2 separate regions of the Sus scrofa genome follow, and region 2 is linked to region 1. A link is a contact called in public HiChIP or PLAC-seq data. All regions are on one chromosome and are shown on one strand. The core of a region is the stretch at or near the end of the contact, and the rest is flanking DNA. Distances in the headings are between cores, read along the strand shown. Region 1 overlaps MED12L (mediator of RNA polymerase II transcription subunit 12-like protein). Region 2 overlaps MED12L (mediator of RNA polymerase II transcription subunit 12-like protein).

What was found. HiChIP or PLAC-seq counts read pairs in DNA pulled down with a chosen protein or histone mark.
Region 2: a contact with region 1 is called in an H3K27ac HiChIP or PLAC-seq map of alveolar macrophages. The contact joins two enhancer-like sites. A contact is called at or near these places in 7 of 47 Hi-C or Micro-C datasets (alveolar macrophages, blood, embryonic fibroblasts and 3 more) and 1 of 2 datasets of contacts at active chromatin or transcription factors (alveolar macrophages).

What each region holds. Positions count from the first base shown.
Region 1 is chr13:91,483,809-91,491,465 of Sscrofa11.1, reverse strand. All of the region lies in intron 16 of MED12L (mediator of RNA polymerase II transcription subunit 12-like protein), which reads right to left. The region is part of intron 1 of GPR87 (G-protein coupled receptor 87); the gene reads left to right. Among named protein-coding and RNA genes, the nearest start is that of GPR87, 11 kb to the left of the region's middle. Within about 2 kb of position 3,980, at least 18 of the 83 cell types and tissues checked have an H3K27ac peak or open chromatin away from gene starts, as enhancers often do. A contact at or near this core is called in alveolar macrophages and embryonic fibroblasts, where this site is marked.
Region 2 is chr13:91,587,010-91,594,666 of Sscrofa11.1, reverse strand. It overlaps MED12L (mediator of RNA polymerase II transcription subunit 12-like protein), which reads right to left. Exons shown (of 46, transcript XM_021069608.1): 40 at 5,036-5,086. Among named protein-coding and RNA genes, the nearest start is that of P2RY12, 66 kb to the right of the region's middle. Within about 2 kb of position 4,711, at least 13 of the 83 cell types and tissues checked have an H3K27ac peak or open chromatin away from gene starts, as enhancers often do. A contact at or near this core is called in alveolar macrophages and embryonic fibroblasts, where this site is marked.

The sequences.
Region 1 (7,657 bases), core at 2,731-5,230:
TTTTTTGTTTTTATGACAGAAGAAAATGAGACACAGTGAGGGTTTGATGCTGATAAAAATAGCAAAATATCAGGAGTTCCTGAGGTAGCACAGCTGAAACGAATCTGACTAGTATCCAAAAGAATATGTGTCCAATTCCTGACCTCGATCAGTGAGTCGGGGATCCAGGGTTGCCTTGAGCTGTGGTGTAGGTCACAGACACAGCTTGGATCCTGTGTTGTTGTGCCTGTGATGTAGGCCAGCAGCTGTAGCTCCAATTCGACCCCTAGCCTGGGAACTTCCATATGCCACAAGTGTGGCTCTAAAAAAAAAAAGGGAGTTCCCGTCGTGGCGCAGTGGTTAACGAATCCGACTAGGAACCATGAGGTTGCGGTTCGGTCCCTGCCCTTGCTCAGTGGGTTAAGGATCCGGCGTTGCCGTGAGCTGTGGTGTAGGTTGCAGACCCGGCTTGGATCCCGCGTTGCTGTGGCTCTGGCATAAGCCGGTGGCTACAGCTCCGATTGACCCCTAGCCTGGGAACCTCCATATGCCGCGGGAGCGGCCCAAGAAATAGCAACAACAACAACAACAAAAGACAAAAGACCAAAAAAAAAAAAAAAAAATCCACTAGTATTGAAGATTCACTAGAGAGTCTTATCATTGAAGGTAGGGGATGACACTGAAGGAAGACTTGTCTCTTAGGTTATCAGTCTTATTTCATTAATTTAAACAGCATTAACAGTTTGGTTAAACTGTGATTCCAAAAATTAGGGTAGTGGAGTTCCCATTGTGGCTCAGCAGAAAAGAATCTGACTAGTTATCTGTGAAGATGTAGGCTTGATCCCTGGCCTTGCTCAGTGGGTTGAAGATCTGGGCATTGCTGTAAGCTATGATGTAGGTTGCAGACATGGCTTAGATCCTGCATTGCTGTGGCTGTGGCACAGGCTGGCGGCTATAGCTCTGATTCAACCCCTAGCCGGGGAGCATATACCAGGGTGTGGCCCTAAAAAGACCAATAAATAAATAAATAAATAAATAAATAAATTAGGGTAGCTAACCTGAACCACTCTATTAGGAGGGGACTTGGGTATACGTACCTCTCATCCACAGACCAGAAAACCAAACTAATGACCTTATTAGAATGGTGACCATGACAACCACTAACTACCATGACCATGAAGCACAATTATGACCCTTAAGTATAATGCTTAAGCCGTGGAATAACCCTTCTAAAATAAGGAGCAACATATCCATAAGCCCGTGAAAAACCATTCTTCCTTTCCTAAGAGGTCAATAAATAGTAATCAAAGAACTACAGTCTTTACCTGGGGTCTTGATTCCTAGAATTTTTTTTTTAGGGACCAGAAGTTGCTTCAAATGCATTTAGCTTACAACATATTCATCCAAAGCCACTACTCTGGCTACTGGACTATAGCCGGTGACCTCTCTGACCAGCCAACTCTATTATCAATAATCCAGAATTTGGCTATGTATAAATTAGACTCTACGTAAATAAAACATAATATATATACATTTCAACTCAGGAAATGATAAAAAAAAATTTGACTCTAGGAATAATAAGACTTCTGTTATTAAGCAGAAAGAAATATGTGCCATAAATTATCTTCCTTGGCCATGAGTTATATTACTATAGCACTTACAATATAAAATGGACTTTAGTGTATTATCTCTGCAGATTCTCACAACACCTTTGGGAGCCAGGCCAGGAAGTTATTATTTCACTCATTTCTCAGATGGGCAACTCAAGCTCTGAGAGGTAAAATGCTTTGCCCAGGGTCAGAGAGTCAAAGACCAAGTCAAAAACGTTAACACCTGCCAACCACACTGAAGTCCAGCATACCATCCAGGCTACTTCTGAGGTGCCACTGATCAAGCCAAGTAGCCAGCTTGGGGGTCACAGAAATGGGAGCTCATCTCCTGGCTTTGCCTCTCACTGTCTGTGTGATGTCGGGCAAGTTGCTGAAGCTTGCTGAGGCCCTCACCTATATGGTAACCAGGTCTGGGCTAGGGCTACAAGGAAGCATTAGACACAAACCTTGCCTAGAGGGAGTGTACTACCCAATTCACACCACCCTCCCTCAATCAATCACCAATCAATAGGTAATCAGAGGTCACCTGGGGAAAGAAAATGTTCAGTCTAAATGTGAACCAAAATATGCCTAATGGTAAGCTACAAATGTCAAGAGAAATTTAAGAGTACCTGAAAAACCAGAATGAAGGCTGTGTGCTTTGCATTCCAGCACCTTTGGGTTACTGACTCCAAGCTTGCATTAATGAAGTGCCTTATGAATACAGTGACCTAATTCAATTACAAAAAGAATTATACCTCCAGTGAGGTAACTTGTTTCTTCCCAAGGCTTTCAGCAGAGCTCTATCTTAGCAGTTCTGGAACATACACATACACATACACTCTCTCTCTCTCTCTCCTCTGGTTTAAATTGGGAAAGATTCTTAGGTTAAAGGTGATTCCAAAATGCAAGAGAGGCTGTGCCTTTCATCAGAAGCTTTGCTTTAGATGGCTTTTGTGAACTTTACATCTTTCCACTGAAATTTGCTGTATTCCCATATGATCTACTGGTTTAATCCAGCTTTTCCATAGGAAAGTGACCAAAATAACACAACAACAACAAAAAAACAAAACCTCAGATCAGACATTCTTGTAATTCCAGATGACAGCTTCCAAAGAACAAAGTGGAAAGTGGAGGACAAATAAGAGAGGTAATTAACCACAACTCTGTCATCGGAAAACCACCACCAAATAATCAGCCCCCAAAAATCATGAGCAGCTGCACAAGAATTTAACTAGCATTTATCTTCCAAATCTTGACCAGAAGAAGGGCAATAATGAGACCCTGGGAAGCCAGGGAGAAGAAAAGCATTGCCAGGGCCTGGAGGGCACACCTGCCGGGCCTTCCTGCTAAGGAGGGAGTTTCTGCAGCCTGGCCTGGAACAGTGGCTCCCCGCCCATGCTGAGATCTGACCGCCAATTATGACAGCAGGGCTGTGGGTGCCAAGGCAGCCGCTTTGGGGCCCTGGATGCCGACACTTCCTCAGTCTTCCCACCTCCCTTCTAGGGAAACTGAGGAGGTCTGGGCATCTAACACACCCAGGGTTCAAGCCTCTGCTCCACCATTAGTAACCTTTCCTTCCTTGTACCCTGGAATGTCCATTTTTTTCCCCAACCACAAAAGCAGTAGGGTTCTTGCTTAGAGGCCTTAGGAGAGGGCTGGCCACAGAGAAGAGTTCACTGGTGACAATTAATTCTTGGGTGTACACTAAGCAGCAAGATCTCCTGCCATTTCATTTTTTCTGGGTTGCTAAGAGGTACTGGGAAAATCACTGATTAAGAATCCCTGAAGCAAGACCAATTGGCAGAGAGGGGTTAGAGGAAGCAAGATATGCTTACAGTCAACATAGGGCACCTGACCCATGCTGGTCAAAGGTTGATCTGTAATATTGACATGATAAATGAGCCAAGAGCTGCAAAATTGAGTGTCTAGAGGATCAGGAAAGCAGTGCTCCTGAGTGAGGAGTGAGGAGGCTCAGGGACATCAGCAGAGGATGCTGTGAGCTGGTGACCGGAGAGCACATTCCCAAAGAGAAGGGGCAGCTACTGCCATGGGATGGTTCACACTCCATGTGGGCAGAGCTTCTCCTTGTTCAAGATCCGATCCAAATCTGGATTCTTAAGTGAAATTTCCCGATTTTTGCACATGGTTCAGGCCAAACAAAACCATCTCTCCAGTTGAGAAGATGAGCAGTTCCTTCATGAGCTTGACAGGGAAAACAAACCCCGCCTCTGCTCTATTCTCCCCCTCCCACTTCCTCTGAAACCAACCCTGGAACTGCTCTGCATTTGTACTCCAGGGCAAGATAATGGAAAGAACTGCAGATTCAGTTTCCATCATATCTGATAGGAATCCTGACCCTACCCACTACTAGCTGTGTGAGTCAGGGCCAAGTTAATTAACATGTCTGAGCCTCAGCTCTTCCCACTTGGGGAGGAAAATGGGACTAAAACACACCTAGGGCATAGGCTGCTCTGAGTGTTGCATGCCAAATCAAGGGCCAAGTTCAAGGCCTAAGATAAAGGAGACATTGACATTCATCCCTTTCTACCACTTCATTTTATTCATTTAAAAAGCCAGCTGACAACCAACAACATCACAAGACAGTTAATAAAATAATCCAGGGATGATATCAATGGGTGGCTGGAAAAAAAAAACAGAAGGTCTCTAAGCATTAAACCATCTAACCTCAGGAATGGCTGTGAAACTCAGGCTTGCCACAGACAACACATTCTTGAGAGGTTTCGTCAGTTCTTGGCTGGGAGAGCAGTAGGTGGCAGGACAGGACTGCCGCCCATCAGTGAAGTCCTGGATCGGAGCCCATTACTACGGCTGAAGCAATTTTCATTGCAACACCCTGCAGGTTCTGGGACGAGCAGAGGGTGCAAAGTTGCTCCACTGTACACCACACGGGCGGGGGGAGCTTCAGTGCTGCTGCTACTGAGGAAAGACTACAGGCAGGTGTGGCATAGAGGCAACTTAAAGGAAGTTCTTGGAGCAAAAAGCTCAATCAGTTGAGTCCACACTGGGCTGCTGAAACCACAAACCACACAACGGCCTCAGCATAAACGAGATGGCAAGAACTCAGTTTCACCCAAATATCAATCACCAAATTGTGTCCCTACAACACGCAATAGGAACTCATAAGACTCAACCCACACTCTGTGCAACTGTGCCAGATACTTCATAAATATTCTCAACGTCACTGCTTCTGGCTGTATCATCACACCCATTGAGGGGAGGAAGGCTCAAACAGTGGAGGGCAACAGAGCTGGGATGGCACCACACCATCACTGCAGTTGGCTCAGGGTAGAAGCAAGGGGTTTTTTGGTTTGTTTGGGGGTTTTTTTAGGCAAGCTAGGAAAATATTTTAAAATGTAAGACAGTAAATAAGAAGCTTAGCAGAATCTTCTATCAGTCCTACATCCATCTCTACCTCCCACCCCCTCCTTTTCTTTTTCCCATCACAGGTATGATTTTTTTTTTTTTTTTTGAAAGAGTTGTCTGAAATCACTCCCTTCCTCACCTCACAAGCATTACTCAACCCTCTGTCATCAGCCTCATCAGCCCTCTGCTTCTGCCCCTACTCCCCCCGACACACACCCACACACAGCACTACATGGGCGGCTCTGGCAAGACCAACAGTGACCTCTTTGTCACTAAAGTCCGTGCTACAGCGCTTCCCCGCCCTGCAGGATAAAACTAGTTACAACTTCTCACTTCTTAAACTCTTAAACTCACATGACATTAATCTTTTTTGGTGATCCTTTCAATTCGTGACCACTCCTTCAGGCACTTCCCTGTTCCTAGAACTGCTCCCTGGACGTCAGCCCTCTGCTGTTCTCACTCTACTGGGCAGGTTCATTCATTCACTCCCATCACTTTTTCTATCATGGATCCTCTGTTGACCTTCAATGTACATCATTAGCCAGGAGCATTTCCCTCAGCTCCAGACATCTTTGTTCAATTACTTAGCAGACATCACAGGGAGACTACAGAGGCATTCTGAAATCAGCAAATCAAAATCTGAACTCCACCCATCCTATAGTGTGCTCCTCCCACAGGCCCTAGCATCAGTGAAAGAAGCCAATACCCACTGCCAAATACTGGGAGGCCACAACACTCTTCCTCCCTCTGCACCAGTATCAATCAGCCACTAATTCCTCAACATGCCTCAAATTTGTCACAGCTCTCCACCACTCAAGGCCACCATCACCTCCCCAGCAGGTCACCTCATGTTATCTTGGGCCACGCTCAGCACGTCCATGTGCTCCTTTCTCACCGGACCTTTAGCAAACCTGCCACAACCCAGGCATCAAAGCTGCCGTGGAACCTCCTTGATCCCTGCTTCCTCACCTGGGGACATCTTTGATTTCCACAACATCCCAAACTCTCACGCTCTACTTTGTGGTCTGTTTACTTCTGGATCCTCAACTGGACTGTAAACTCCTTAAAAAGGCAGAAATGTACCCTCCTCATCTTTATAATTCCAGAGGCTGGAACATGAGTAGATTTCCAATAAATGACCTTAATGTCGGTTTGTGGTCACACTGAAGGAAAGGTAGAGATTTCCAAGGTAGGGAAAGAGGGGTGACAGCAGAAATAGGTATAAAGAAAAGCAGGGGGCTAAATATATGACATGGCCCTGAGAGGCAGCAGTTAATATACAGAATAGGATGAAAATGATCTTGAATTTCATTTAGGCAAGGATTAATGAAAATAACATGAGCAAAGAGTATGCTTACAAAGCACATAACTTATAAACATATATTCTAATTTAACCTCATAATGAGTCTACAGAGTGGACATTATGGTCATCTGATTCGAAGGGTTAATTCAAAGGGACAAGCAGGTGAACACAAAGGGTTAATTCAAAGGGACAAGCAGGTTTCACCAGAGTTTAATGCCAATTTTTCATTATCAGAACCCAGCATCTTTTGGCTTCCACATGTCTTGATCTTCAAAACTAAAAAAATAACTCCTTATGTTTCATTAGCAATTTTAATTCAAGAATTTCCGTAGCATCTCATAGTCAGGGTTAGAGAGCAGGAGTACATGGGTCATTTAGAAAGAAGAATCTAGCAGCAAGAAACAGGAGGGAGTTGAGAGGAAAGAAGCAAGAGGCAGCAAGACCAGAGAGGAGGTCTGGCACACAAGACCAGGAGGGCCTCAATCTAGAAGATGGCTCTGGGGGTAGTAAGGTGAGGACAGAAGCAAAGGAATGATATTGTAACAGAAGCAACAGAAAGACTGAACAAGGGACTGACTAGGTGAGAGTCAAGGAAAAGAGAACTATCCCATCAAGTACTGAGGTTTCAAACTCTCTCGACCAAGAGAGGAAGCAAATATTCACAGACAGGGATGGTGTGTGCTGAAAAAAAGAAAAACAGTTCAGGTTTAGAGAATTTGAGTTTGAGGAACACAGACAGACGGCAACCTCTAACAACCACCAAGTGAAGTCTGGGGAATAGAAGAGATAGATCATGGAAGGGAGGTGACGGCCGAGCATCCAAGGGGACCTGAACACTCCTGAGAAAAAGAAAATGAAAGAATGAGGGAGGAGCTGAGGCCTAAAGCTGGGAAGCATTTCATCCGGAGATGAAGACAGAAAGAGGAAACATTCAGAAGCCAGTGGAGGAGCATGAAACATCTCATTTCTAAGACCTAGAAAACAAATCAGACTCCAGAAAAGCCAAACTTCATTCCTGAACTAATTCAAACCCAACTCTCTCATGTAACTTCAACAGGAATTAAGAAAATGGGAAGATGGAGCCCTCCCAAAGTGCAAATCGTTATCCACAGAGTGTCAATTCTAAAAGAAGAAACTCTTCTTTCTTCTTTCTGGACAAATGAATTGTCCAGATCACGGAGCAAAGCCCCTCACCTACCTCAAGTGGTGGAACTCTGGTGAAATATAACTTGGCATTCCACTATTTTCTTCAAGAGATGATAGGGAATGTGCTTATTAGGTACTTTTCCTTGGTTTTGAAAACTCATCCGTCATTGTACGGTTGAGTTGTGACCCTGTTTCTCCTCCTTTTCTTTGCTCTTTGCTCCTTTTAAACTTCATTGAGATATAATTTACATAT
Region 2 (7,657 bases), core at 3,462-5,961, 100 kb before region 1:
CTCCCCATGTCATATCAAGGATGAAAAAATTTTAAATCTCACTATATTCCTATTCTTTAGGGACTTATAGCCTTTTAAACTCACCTCAGTAAGAAACCAAAAGAAGAATCTCTATTAAGACTTGTTAATGAGATTTGGAAGTGAAATATAATCATTAGATGGTAGAGCTTTTCCTCTGAGTCCCACATAAAATCTCTTGAGCACATTTAAGAAACTTCAGCCTCTCTGAAGTGACTATCTACCCACACATGGGCTAAAGATGAATTTCTGAGAGCATCGACTATGGTATGTGTAGGTAACTGCTTCAGCAAGAATCTAACTTTCCAGCATAGGGTACCATGAAGATACTCTTAGCCCTGAGCTGACTAATCTAAGTGCGATTATATCTCTATTTGCTTGGATCTAAGAAAAATAGTCCAAACTTCCTCTAGGAGAGCCCATGCCATGGCAGTGACCATCTGGAGCCTACAAGTTATTGGCCCAAAGTATCCAAATGACTCTTGATCCTCCAAACGCAAAGCCAAGGAATAATTGAATCAAGCAGATCTTTAAATGTCACTCCTCTAATCAGTGCTCCCTGAAAGAACTGTCCACAGTCCCTAAAGCAAAGTGTTGTGCTTCCTGGTGGGGACAAATATATGTATATTACCATTTTTACAGAAGAAAAGAAAAATGAATTATTCATGTGAGTTAGAATCCTGAGATCTCCTCTAAGTAGTCATCTTTTGGCTTAAAAGGAAAACAAACTGTGATCTGCATGTGACAGCTGTATGTAGATGCATAAAACAGATCTTTTCTAACTCATTACTCTCCCTTTGCTTATTAAAGAACCTTATGAAATAAACTACGACTTGTATGTGTGGGGAAAACTAAAACACTAATACGGGAAACACCTGAGTTACTGGGCAACACTCTTTTATTGACAAATAACAACTGAGGGTTAAGGATCCGGCGTTGCCGTGAGCTGTGGTGTAGGCCACAGATACGGCTCGGATCCTGCGTTGCTCTGGCTCTGGCCTAGGCTGGCAGCTATAGCTCCGATTCGACCCCTAGCCTGGGAACCTCCATATGCCACAGGAGTGGCCCAAGAAATGGCAAAAAGACAAAAAAAAAAAAAAAAAAAAAGAAAAAAAAATAACAACTGAGACTGGAAATTTAAGATATGTGAATTAAAAACTATCGACATTTTTAAAACCACAAAATGACCATTCACATAAAAACTCTAGAACTGAAAAAAAAGTGAGAAAGGGATGAACATTTTCAAATCAGCTTTTACACTCTAAAATTCATGCATTCTTCTGTGAACCATTTTTAATCCAAAGGTAAACTGTTTATTTGTAAATATATTAAGTTCCCTCTCAGCACCAATTCCTCCTCAACTCACTACTAAAGTAGTATAGGTAAGAAATATTCAATATCCTCCCTGAGGAAATCACAAACACATCAGGTTGGCCAGCACTCCTCAGGGGCTTTATGTTCATATTTGTCCTGAATGAAAAATATCCATCTCTTCGGCCAAACTGAAATGACATCCTGCTATTTTCTGGTTTTTCCCAGAATAAGACTAGGAACAAATTATTTCAATTTGTAGAAAGAGTTCAATCTGTTAAGTAGAGAATGAATGACCAAGAAGTTCTTCAGTAACCTGAAAGATTTTACAAATGCTAAACGAGGACTATAATGTGGGAATGAGTAAGAAAATTAAAAGTTGAAATTTAGTAGAAGTCTTAAAATGTTAGTAGGGATGGCTGGGCTGCATTCAAGAAGGGACCATAGACCCTTCAAATTGGGTCAGGCCAGGAGAACAGGGGCAAAGTGAGACTATGCCTGGCAAATCATGACTTATGGTCACCTTAGTTATACATAATCTACTTATCTGTTATTTTCTGCTAACTAGCGAAGCTTTATTTGATTTTTAAAAATCAGTTCCTAGCATTGTCTGGCATGTAATAAGTGCTCAATAAATGTCTACTGAGGACATCTAAGATTTAATTTAGTTTACTGGTTAAACAGAACTTCCAGAGTAAATTGGGATTTATATTTCAGCATAAATTAATTTACTAAGTGCCTTCCAATTGCTCCATATTTTTTAGTATCATCTTATGTTTTGAAAATTCATTTTTTTTTTCTTTTTTAGGGCTATACCTGTGGCATATTGAAGTTCCCAGGCTAGGGATGGAATCAGAGCTGCAGCTGCCAGCCTATGCCACAGTCACAGCAACGCCAGATTCAAGCCGCATCTGCAACCTATGTTGCAGCTTGGGGCAACGCCAGATCCTTAAACCACCGAGCAAGGCCAGGCATTGAACCTGCATCCTCAAGGACACTATGTCGGGTTCTTAACCCACTAAGCCGCAATAGAAACTTCCTGAAAATTCACTTTTGAATTCAATTTTTAGCATTTGTTATTTTAATGATTTCTTCTTTCTGTCTGCATTAGTACCTGGAGTGTGGCTCATTCCCCTTGCTTGATTTATTCTGCATAACTGAAACAATTAATTTCATATTTTTGTGGATAAAAGGGCAGATCAGCAGCCTGGTTTTGACGGAATGTTTGTGTCTAGCCAGGTGCCACATGCCTTTGAGCACATCGCTGGGAGAGAAAATATGACATGCTTGTGCCCCAGCTCCAGCTCCCCTGGCTTGTGTACCCAACTTACATGTGCTAAGGAAGTACCACAGTAACTGGGAGATTCTGATAGTGACACGAACCCATCTCCAAATTGCTACGTGAGGTAAATTCCTACGTGTGGTCTCTCTTGTTTGTTTATAGGCTTGCTTTGGGGTGAGAAATATAAATCCATTCTACTTTCTAAAACTTCCACTTTCTAAAAACTTTTTAAAAAGCCGTGCTGTTCAATACTGACTCATTTCTGACCTAAGAACAATTCTCTCTTAGTGCTTTATTTTAATTAGACAAGAGAAGTACTGAGCTCAAAGAGATGTAGACTCAAAACCTCTTGAATAATTTAAAATTAATGCATCCAATAAGTTAAAAATTTTAATGAATCATCTCCAAAGATAATTTTCATTCTTTTGGGTCTTGTTCTCTTCATTAGTTTACTCTGTCAACAGAGAAAATGTGAGGATCTCTTTCTAAAGGGGAATTGGTTTAACTCCAATTTAAGTATTGCCATCAGCAGCATTTCAGGATGAGGAAGTTTCTATCCACTCAATTCACTAGCAATGATGTTTTAAAATCCCTTTTTAGTATCTTTCCATTAGGATTTAAGGGTTACAAGCAAAGAGACAAGTTGTACCTAAAAAACCACTGCCAGGTTTTGTGACTCTGTTCCAGAAAATGCTGATTTAGGAATAATAAATAATAAAAAGTCACCAACCAGTGGGTAATGTTTTATGAATCAACTAGCAAAAAAGGGTTTTATTTGAGACTTCTGGTTTGGAAGGCACTGAGTAATGGGCCCAAGGCTAAATAACAAATGGTGTGAATCAGAAGGTATGGTCCTCCCATTATACTGGTGTATTTGGATTGAAGACAACAGATACACAGAAAATTCTATAGTTATAAGAGGTCCTGTTGACAAGTTATGCTTGATTCTTTTATAAAGCTTTCACATCAAATCTAACTTGGTAGGGAATCAGTTAACAGTAACATTAACTGCTCTCCAAACTGATTCACTCTGAAATAAACACACCTCATACAATGATGAACCCTTACAATATATTCTATTAACATCCCCATCAGTGGTGAATATAACATATTGATTGGTTGAGTATACACATTTATTCAATTCCTAATATTGGAGAATATTAAAGGAAAATCAGAACGGTAAAAAGGACAGCAAAGATATGTATATACACATTTCCATGTAGTTGAATGAATACAGAAATCACATAACCTTTTCACTATAAATACTTGATGAACAAAATATTTTATCTATTTTTTAAAAACTGAAATCAATGATAGAGGCAAACTATACTCTATTTGAATCACATTATCATCAGAACAATAAATGCCCTAAAGCAAACATAAGCTATCTGCAATTTTTTTAATCTGATAAATTTAATTCAAAGTTTTAAATAAACAAAAACCTCACCTTTTCTCTGTCCACTAAAAGTATCAAGAAAAAATGACAGAAAAACTAATTTTTTTTCCAGAAAAGTCCCCAAACTTTCCTTTGCTGAAAGAATTATTAAAGAAATTGTCTATTTAACAGTATTTTATAACCTAAATATTTTCAAAGCTTAGATATGCAGTTAAGGATATTTTCACCAATGTATAAAAATGTTACCCATTAAATTGGTAGTGAAACAAGTTGACTTACATTCACATCTGAGATGTGTGCTCTTTTTTATTCTAATGCTTCTTGGGTTTATGTTGTGGGTTGGCTACCTGATACAGAAACCTATAAGTAATTTAATGCAAAACATGCATTCTTAGCTAGCCCAGGCAAAGCAATAGAGATGAGGTCTCATGGCATGCATGCACAAGACCTATGCTCAAAAAAACATCTCCTCCATACCGGAAAGAAAATAGAGATGATGCGTTCTGTTGAGAATTTAGGAGGAACTAGTGAGTGGGATGTGATGAGAAGGGCATGTTTCATAACCACAGTTTCCATTGTCTTGCATTGGCCTATGAGTCAGCATGCCATGCGTTCCTCGACTAATGATGTCAGTTACCACAGAGACAGCAAGAGCTCGGGAATAGACAGGTTCAAGACTGGGACTGAGATGAAGGCACACGAACTGGTCTATGGTCCCAAGCCCAGGCCATGAATGTCCACTGGTTTCTACACCATACACATGTATGATGAACATCATGAGGCAATCAAAGGGGACAGCTTTCAGAAATAAATTCCATTAAATTGAACATGGTCAATGCATTCATGATTGTGTGTTACAGTCTCAAACATAAACCAAGTGAGTAACAGTAAAATGAAGACTGTAATTATCACCAGTTATAGAGGAATAACCTGCTTCTCATTTTGATGTTCAAAGAGTAATGCTACAAAAGTTCACTTTAAAAAAAGAAAAGAAAAGAAAGTAAAAGGAATGACAGCAGGGGTGTTACCATTATGTTGTCAAAGTCTTCCAGAAGGGAGACAGCAGAGTTACAGAAGTCCTACAGAAAGGGGACAGCAAGAAAATGGCAGACAATACAGATAAGATTTTTTAGCCTAATGATGTGCGTAGCCAAAATACATATGAATTAGTTCATTTAAAACAAGGTTTCAGGGAATCAAGACTTAAAAACCCAGGCTCTAAGAGGTCTTATTAGTGCATGTGCCAAACAATACCATCACAGTCTGGGACACAGATAAATAACATGGCAATAGTCATATAATGGAATAACACAACTTGGAGATTAAGTGGACATGTAACAAGAAGGAGGGGAGCAACCAGACCCAGATAATTTCCAGAAACTAAGGGATGGTGGCGCCCAGTGTAAACTAAAGGGTGCTAGACTTCTTCCCAGCCCAGAGCCTCAGGGGAGTGCAGGACATTTGGGTCACATTAAACAGACAAGATGTTAAGTGAATAAGTCAAATAGCATTGGAGGATGTCATTAGACAACCCCCACAAATGGAAATGAAAACAGAGCATCAGTTTGATTACACATTCAATCAACCAAAATAGACAACACATATTTATAGTGCCATGAGTATTTACATGCTAACAGGGAATCTGATTTAGAAAAAGGAAACTACATGCTGAGGGAAAAAATTCTTCTCAGGTCAATGATTCCCTTGTGTAATCACATTTATTAATGGGTTCTAAGTGACATTTTGTCTGAGATATTAACATTTTTCTATTCACTGAGTTCTAGAAGTAGGGATGAGGCAAAAAAACCTCTTAATTCTAATCGAAAAGTATTTTACTATACTAAGACCTAGAAAGCATAGGAGGTATTACCCAAGCAGATAATATTTATTCTCACCATTTGAGGAGTAGGTGTGTAATTCACTGCATCTATTCATTTGTCTTTATATCCAACTACCACCTTCTTATTCATTCTCTTGCTCCTCTACCCCTATCTTCCCGCTGCTCATAAAAATCTAGCTGGGAATATTATCTTCAAGATCATTATAGTTGTACAACCATTATTTCAGCAAATGAAATGGGTGCCTTCTTCATCATTCAAATAGATAGAGAAATATTAGATATTAAGTAATAAGCAGAGCATCTACTTTCCTGGCCAAGGAAGAAAATGATAGGGTTTAGAACATATTTACTGTTCAGGGGCTTTTGCCTTCCTAAGTTCAATTTTGTTGCTGAGATACATATAAATTAAACTCTGAGTAAATGCATTAAATGTACTTGTCAAAACTCAAGATTTGTTTCAACAAGACTACTGCGCATACTTTACCAAATAAGAACCAAATTATTTTGAAATATGTTCAAATTATACAATCAGGAAAATTATAGAAGGAAACACTTGAATAGCTAGTAAAGTTATAAGATATACCTAAACTCACAGGTAATCAGAAAAGGCAAATTAAAATGTTATAATACAAGGTCATTTCACCTGCTCTAAATGAGAAAATTAAGGTCTGACAATATCAAGGGTTGATGAGGATATGGAGAAAGGAAAACACTCATTTACAACTCACAGGAATTACCACCACTTTGGAAATTAAATCCGCATTTCCGTTTCTAATACATACCCTAAAATTCTTTTTTTTTTTGCTATTTCTTGGGCCGCTCCTGCAGCATATGGAGGTTCCCAGGCTAGGGGTTGAACCGGAGCTGTAGCCACCGGCCTACGCCAGGGCCACAGCAACGCGGGATCCGAGCCGCGTCTGCAACCTACACCACAGCTCACGGCAACGCCGGATCGTTAACCCACTGAGCAAGGGCAGGGACCGAACCCGCAACCTCATGGTTCCTAGTCGGATTCGTTAACCACTGCGCCACGACGGGAACTCCCAACATACCCTAAAATTCTACACGCAGAAGAAATGCATAAAAATGTTGACTATAGCATGGTTAATGTTAACAAAAAATTGGAAATAACTAAAACAGCCATCAACAGAATGGATAAATGTTAATACTCATGTTGGAATTGCCTCCAACCAGGACAAACAAAACTAAGTGTAACAAAGTAGATATAATTCAAAATTAGTCGAAATAAAAAAGCTGCAAAACAATACAATAAATTTAAAAGCTACAAAACAATACAATAATACAGCTGTGAGACTATTATATAAAGTTTCAAATCTGAAAGAAAAACAATATAACGTTTCTCTTAACAGATACAAAAATATGTAGTGAAAATATGAAAACATTCATAAGAAAGAAAAACATGAAATTCATGATGGTGACTACTTCTTTATAGGAAAGAAAGGAAATGAAAGGAAACAAGGGGCTTCGTCCATGTCTGTAATGTTTAATTAAAAAAATAAAGATCTAAGGCTAAAGTGTCAGAACATTATTATTTAATAAAGCTGGGTAGTGAGTACATTAGTGTTTGCTATATTATTTTCTATTCTTTTATGTTTGAAATACACTCCTAAAGAGTGAGTAGGAGAGAAAGAACAAAGGAAGGAAACAGATATTCCAAGGTGATACAATATCTGTAGGGTCGATCAATTATCAGATATAAAGGCTGGTTGCTCAACTTAAATGGGCTTCATCAATCCAAGAGGCGTGCTTTCAGGATGTTACAGATTCACTTTTGCCAAGGAGGTAACAA